Regions from separate parts of the Capsicum annuum genome. Here region 2 is linked to region 1. The links are chromatin contacts, called in public Hi-C maps. All regions are on one chromosome and are shown on one strand. The core of a region is the stretch at or near the end of the contact, and the rest is flanking DNA. Distances in the headings are between cores, read along the strand shown. Region 1 holds the start of LOC107861141. Region 2 holds the start of LOC107859124 (pentatricopeptide repeat-containing protein At3g20730).

Region 1 (3,647 bases), core at 322-2,821:
CTTCGCATAATTATAACTTTTTGATACATATATAGATTAAAGGTTATGTCTAATTCCCGGCAGGGGTGACTCAAGCATATTCGTGGCCTAAGGTAGAAATTAAAAAGAAGCCTTGAATTTTTAAGAAAAATAACTTTTTTTAATAAACTCTATTTTCAAAATTATATAATCGATTTTTTCTAATTATTCTTTTTAAGTAATAATATAATTAATGTATTTAATCTTTCTTGAGATATAATACTCTAGATATATGAGCTTCTTCTAGTAATTCTTTCCTTTTATAGTATATAAAAAAATTATTTTTTCTATAAACAGCAATATTTTTTTTAAAAAAATTATAATATATTATCGTAAAAAATGAGACCCTCAAATTTAGGGGCCTAAGACGACCGCCTATTTTTTTTTAAAAGTAGAGCCGCCCCTGATTCCTGGTGCTCGACACTGATTAGCTTGATCATTATGAAGTCGTACTTAATTTATTTATTTTATTTTTTTTCAATTTTTTTTATAATTGAATAAAATGAATTAAAATATTTATGAAAGGGAAAAGATCTAAAATTTACTTATTTATTATACAAAATATTTTAATTGTATAATTCGTTATATTTTTATATTCTTGTCATTTTCAAATCGTTACATATCTTGACTGAATTTTTCGTGCCAAAACATTTCAAGAAAAATGTTTAAATTCAATCCTCTACTTTGATTGTAGCTTAGTTATACCGACGGTTAAATTTCAAGTAATTAAAGTTATGTTAATTAAGCTGAATAACAACTAAGATGATGATTTATCCTAACATCAAGTATAAATAACCAAGTGTATGACGAAAATAAAAATAAAAATATTTTTTATAATATATGAGTGTCTGTCGCCCTTCCCCAATTCCCATTGCAAAAAGAATGCAAGAGTAAGGGTGCTTTCAGTATAAAGGGAAACTATGATGATTTTTAAATAATAGGTTAAAATTTTTGAAAAATATTTTCTTAAAAATGAAAAGATAGTCTGATAATAAAAGTAATATTCACAAAATGACATTTTATATTTATTTGCCTTTTTTATATTTTTAACATGTTATCTTTACTCCATTGCCTAACCTCAATCTCCACCCATCCACGCTCTACAGTCTATGAGCGCACCCTTAGTGCCCTTAATATTTTTATAGATCGTTTGACACGCAAATTAAATTATCTTAAGATTGTAGTTTTGAAATTATAATCTTTGCACTAATTTAGCTCATATAAAAGGTGAGAGGGGTGTAAGTTGTTTTGTATTTTTAAAAAAAAATTTAAAAATTTTAAAAATATTAATTAAATTCATAATTAATTTAATTAAAATTTTTAATTATATTTAAATCTTTAAATTGATCAATATCACCAATCCGTCGTTCAAAACTTGACATTTTTCCTTCAATTTTCTCATCAAACTTAACTGCGGGATCCACCTTATCCCGGACAACAAAACCCCCCGTTGGAATACAGTAATTAACAAAGATAAATTGGAAAAGTACCAATTCTTTTATCTAAAAAAACATTTTTCTTCCCAGCAGAACACAAACCCCCCACCCTGGCACGCAACCCGCACCTCCATCCCACCCAAACACCCCCACTCAATTAGTTTCATGGAGCCCAAGTAATTAACAAAGAGAAAGTAAAAAGGGAAATAAAAATAAAAACATATATGACCCATTTGGATCTGCTTCCCATCGTGCCTACCCCTCAAAAATACTTTTTTATTTTTTGTGTGTGTGTTTCTGAGAGTTGTTCTCAACCATGAGAATAAGGAAGCATGCCAAAATCTCCCCGCCACTCTATACTTGTGCTGTATTCCCCGGTGCCCACCTTTGTCAGCTCAATCAATCTCCATGGGATGTCATCACATTCCACGACGATAACAACCAAGAAGATAATATTAATCAGCAGACTCCACTTCCTCCTCCGGCACCACCATCTTCTTATCAGGTCAGTTTAATGAATAAATCTCCTTTTTCTTCTTACCCTTTTACCAGATCTATTCAATAACTCCCATTTCATTTCTTCAATGTCCCTTCATTTTTCTGCTTGTCGTTTTAGGGTTTAGTTTTACTTACAGCACCACATTAGGGTTCCTCAATGAATGTCAATCCAACCATTTCTCTCGTTTATTTGGCCTTCTATCTTCGATTTGTTTCACTGTTTATCCCTATTTTCCACTGCACAGCTTTTATTCTTTCAAGAAATGAACTTCTTTTTGTTTCTGATTTCATTTGCTGCTGTTGGATGGAGCTGTTGGATGGATATGATACCTGTGCTGTAAATGAGACCTTTTCTGATTCTAAACAGAGGTATCTTTTCGACTATTACATCTATTTATTTTTAATTACTTGCAGCAGTATGTTTCTTTTCTTTTTATGTAATTCAGAAAACGATAATTTTCCAAGATCTATTTGATATGTACAGTTGGGTATGTACATATAAAATGTAATCGGTTGTAAAGTTGAGTTAGCGAGCATTGCTTTTTCTGTAGCATCACGTCATTGAAACTGGACGATAATGGGGAGACGAAAAGGCTGAATTTCTTAGACAATAAAGTCGCTGATGTGCCTGCTGATTCTAACGATTTCGAGAAAGACGAGAAGATGGGAGATGGAGATAACAGTGTTACAACAATGTGCGTCAAGAATGACGGGAAGGGATGGCAATGCAGTAGAGAGGCAAAAAGAGGGCATAATTTATGTGAGCACCATTTTGCTCAAGGGAAAAAGCATTGCAGTAGCAACCACTCAGCTCAATATTCTACTACTGCTCTTGTTGCTGCTGGTGTTAACTCCAACACCGAAATTAAGCAAACTGCGGTGGCAGCAGCCGAGATAACTCCGAGTTCCCGCGACCGCCCTCATCGTACTAAGAAATCATTGTCTTCCGAATATTACTATTATTCTGGTTTTGGTCCTTTATGGGGCAAGAAAAGAGGTCCTTCGACTGGGAAGAAGAATAATACAGCACCACCCCTAGCAGGAGCAGCTGAAATCTACTCTAGTCATGACAGTACTACTCAAGGGGGACAATCTTCATCTCCTCAAATGGATAATGAAGGAGCTGAGCACGTTGAAGATGAGGATGATGATGCTGAAGAAGTTGAAAACTGTAAGCTGATCAAAAGAGCCCGTAAGCCCATCAAAGCCAGTTCACTCAAATCTCTAATGTGAAATTCTCAATGGCAATTTCTAGCTAGCTAGTGTATGTAATGTTTTTTGGTCGACATGCGTTGTTATTATTATCGTAGAATGTAGTTAGTTTTGGGCATGCTAGATTTTTGTTTACTTAGAAAAAAAAAACCAGATGATTTCGGTTTCATGGTGCTAGTACTGTAGGTGACATTAAAGCTAAACAGTGTAGCCTTGGCATGTGCAGAAGAATATGTAGACGTTTGTGTTGGATTGGACAAATCTAAACAAGGATAAAACTGTAATTTACACGGTCACTTCATTTTTCAACGTATAACTCTTTGAATTGTATTCGGTGTGTGTGGCGTGTGGAGTGTGGCGTGTGGAGTGTGGCGTGCGGCACTAAAATGGTAAGTATGGGAGCTTAACATTTTTAAAGAGTTTTTATATAAGGTAGAACTCGATTAAATTCGAGGGGTGTTCATGATTCGTTTAGCTAATGAT
Region 2 (4,002 bases), core at 418-2,917, 360 kb after region 1:
AATTAAATAATTTTTCTTTTTTTTAAAAAATTCTGATCGCCGAACGCCTACTTAATCTTTAACTAAGTAGATGTGCGGCACCTGGCAATTCAATCACATTCTTGAACCATTTATTCACGCACTTGCTAAGTCAAGTTAATTTAACACACTAAAAATTACGGGGTCTTTTGGTAGGAAAATAAGTTATACAGAGATAGTAATATAAGGATTAATAATGCATGAATTCTTAATATAATAACTATAATGTAGAAATTTTTTTGTTAAGTATTTAATTTTTTGTGTTAAAAATTAGATATATGATGTATTATGTTTAGTTTAAAATTTTATAAATATTTTCTTTATAATTATGCCTTTGATTTTTTAATGAAATTTCTATTTCATTTAACTTGACATCTTAAAAATTAAAATATGAATAGTTTAGATGTTTGAAGTGCATAGACCCTTTATCAAATAATCTACGGACCTCTATCATAATATGAAATACATATTATGGTGAGACATTATCGTTCAAATGCTTGTTAGAACCCCATATATCTTTTTCTTTCAATCTGCTACTGTTTATCTTCACGATCATTTATGTGGGTTTTTTTAATCAAATATAATTTTATCACATTTAATTAATTCTTCAACAAAACAAACATACGAATTGTATTCAACTAATTCTTGAATAAAATAACATGAAATTAATCCTAAAAGCTTCACATGAAATAACATGAAAGTATTTTTTGTTCTAGTAGCTTCACTTGGCCCTCCAAACATCCTAAGAAAGCTGATAGCTTTGGCCTAACATGATTTATGAAGATTAAAATGATTTCGGATAGCGATGAAAATTGCATTTTCTATTAATTAGTTGGATAAAAGAAAAAATTAGTAAAAGAGATTGAGTCGTAATTTAGTTATTTTATTCTCTTATTCATGTATGATTTGATCTTGTATAAGTAATTCCTGTGTTTCCTCAGTATAAGATAATATATCCTATGTTGTATTAGTTATACAAAGATAAAGAGGGATTAAATTGAGTCGTGCAATCAAACAATGTACTAGATTGGATTAAATTTTAATGCATGCACTATTTCAATTAATACATCCTACCAAATGTGTCCTAAGAAGTCGTTTGTAGAAAGTATAATAATAATACAAAATATAATGTATTATTAATGATTGTATTAGTAATGTTTGTGTTAGCCATGTTTGCTTTAATTATGTGTATTTTTCTAATTCAGTGTTTGATTTGATGTATTAAAAATAATATGAATTACATAATTTCTAAAAAAAGGAAATTTTTATAAAAATAATCTCCATATATATATATATTGAAAAGAATGCGAAAATATTTTGAGGGATAATTGTAGGAAAAAAAATACATAAAGTAGCATATTTATAAGCCAACGGCCACCATTTTCAAGCAATATAATTGTTATATATTGCTATCTGTTTCAATCCCATTAGAAAAAAAAAAAAAGAAGAAAAGAGATAGCAGAGAAAAGCAAAAGTAATTCATAGAATAACTTACCATTAAAATTGCGCAGCGAGCAAATTCTTCAAAGGATTGAAACTCACGGCCTGAGATTTAAATCACGGGAGAAGATGAATGGCCTATTCATAGGATTTGTGAGGCGGTGGTTAGGAGTTACAAATTAATCTCCTATATGAATTTGGCTTTATGTAGTAGTCTTCTACTTGAAGTCAAGGTGTGGTCCTTGTATATAAATAAAGAAGAAAAAAAACGTGAGCACTCCTAATTGAAAAGGGATGGGTTCGCAAGTAGGTGGATTAACAATATTTAATCCATGAACTAATGAGATATTAATTGTCGTGGGCCAAGGTTGTTATAAACTGCATGCTAGTGCTAGTATTAAATAACACATATAATAATTATACTATAATAATAATTAAATGATAATTATTATGATGAATCCTTGTTCTTACAACATTTGGTTTTCACCTGAACATTTGGACCCATCTGGATTAATGAAGTTGATACTTCAAGCTTAGTCGTTAAAAAAAAAAAAAAAAATCTCAACAAATCGTGAAGTAGGAGACATTTTGTGAACATTAAAATGTTATTAAATTTAAATTCGTACGAAATTCGGATTATATTAAATTCAAAATATATTAGTTCCAAATAAATATTGCGGATTAATATAATTGAATTAATTATTTAAGTCCAAATGAGTATGGATTTAAATAAGATCCAAAATTTATTGGGTTAGTCCATTAATTTGGGCTACAAATGATGAGCTCACTTTACTAAGTCCAAGATATTGTCATTTTCTAGAGGCCCAAATAAGCGCCACGTGTCAAATGACGTGGCATGCCAAGTCAAGGGAAGGATCCAATAGGACCATGCCACATGTCAAAATGATGCAGCAGACCCATGAAATCAAAGCCCATAAAAGGTGACATGTCACTTAAATTTGATTGGTCAAAGGAAGTCCATATTCATCATGACTCTTCCTTTTCCATAAGTATAAATAAGGGTCTCATAATTCAAAAAAAGGACCTCAGAACTCTAACAAGTAGCAAGAGAAAACTCGTGGATCAAACACCACAATTTCTCTAAAAAGCTCAAACATTCAAATCAAGTTCATCAAGATTTAAGATCAAGACCGCAATATTCAAGAACAAGCTCAAAAGCCCTTGAATTCAAGGACAAGTCAAGATCAAGCCCCTTAAGTCGATCAAATCAAGTTCAAATTCAAGATCAAGCTTTAAGCCCTTGAAGTTATATTTGAAAAGGCGAATCAGAGGATCCATAGAGATTGTAACACTCGCATTGAAATCAATAAATTGATTGTTGCAATATATTTTCTTATCTCAATTTATTTATTTTCGGTCTCGAAAATTTTATTGTCCAACAAGGGTATATTTAGTCAATTTTTCAAAGTTGGGATAAATTGATTATCCATAAAAATATTCAGCAGTCCAACAACGACGCAAAATTATCAAACAACTGTAATAATTACTGGAATAACTTCTATCGTTGTTGAGAAAATTTATACTTTATAATTGCACCTCCCAATGGAAAGCTATAGAAACCTAGATTTTTTTTTCTTCTTTGATGGTCATTTTATTTTTCTCCTTCAAAAAAGGTTTTGTCCAAACAAAACTGAGAACTAACAATGTTTGGGGTTTCAACTTTAAGGGTGTGTTTGGTATGAAGGAAAATGTTTTCATGAAAAAGAAGCTAGATTCTTTTTTTTTTTCTTAATGTTTGGTTGACGAGTGGGAGTATTTTCTAGTGTTCGATTTGTGAGTGAAAAATATTTTTTAGAAGTATTTTTTTAGTGTTTGGATAAAGAGTAGAAAATACATTTTAGAAAAATAATTTCTAATCTAAAATCAACCCCGACAACCATTCGGATCCCGACCCCAACTTTGACTCTCGATTTGGGACTTGACCGCGACACTCGATTTGGGACTTGACCTTGACTGTTGATCCAGTCTCCCATCCCGATAACTGAATTAGGATCCGACACCGACTCCTGATGTGATACTCAACTCTATCTCAACTCCTGACCCGATACCCGACATAGGACCCAACCTAAACTACCAACCCTGACACCAAACCTGATCCTCAATTGATGTTGCTCAATTTACACTTCTAAATAAAGCATAAAACGGACGTTGATCAAATATAAAACCCAACTAGATTGGGGTTTGTCCCATAGGATATAGGCCGAATATCAATCAACGCGTTCATCGCAGCAAATCAATAACAATTTTCAGTAAGAAAGAAAGGGTTTTGTGAATCAAAACTTCAATAGTAACAATTGTTGACTTTTTAAGATTTGTAATCAATAAGACACTAGGATTGTGTTCCCCATAACTTCATAACTACATAGGTTGTTTGTGTTAGCAACTTATTTTGATGTGTTGCATGCAAAATCTAACAAGATAGGCTCATCTAAACATCTCTTGACCTTAATTAGATGAATATCACTCTATTCCTCGCGGTCTCCGAGTGTTTCAATTCTAACTTTTGTCCTTGATCTCAAATTA

Evidence for each region. A called contact is a pair of places that touch in the nucleus more often than the background predicts.
Region 2: a Hi-C map of leaf shows a contact between it and region 1, with 4 times the contacts expected there. The contact joins the promoter of LOC107859124 here to the promoter of LOC107861141 in region 1. A contact is called at or near these places in 2 of 5 Hi-C or Micro-C datasets (both in leaf).

What each region holds. Positions count from the first base shown.
Region 1 is chr2:119,553,124-119,556,770 of UCD10Xv1.1, forward strand. LOC107861141 reads left to right here and starts at 1,572. Exons shown (of 2, transcript XM_047406722.1): 1 at 1,572-1,959; 2 at 2,502-3,460. The coding sequence starts at 1,771. The coding sequence ends at 3,185.
Region 2 is chr2:119,914,118-119,918,119 of UCD10Xv1.1, forward strand. It overlaps LOC107859124 (pentatricopeptide repeat-containing protein At3g20730), which reads right to left and starts at 1,668. Exons shown (of 5, transcript XM_047406730.1): 1 at 1,514-1,668. The coding sequence starts at 1,516.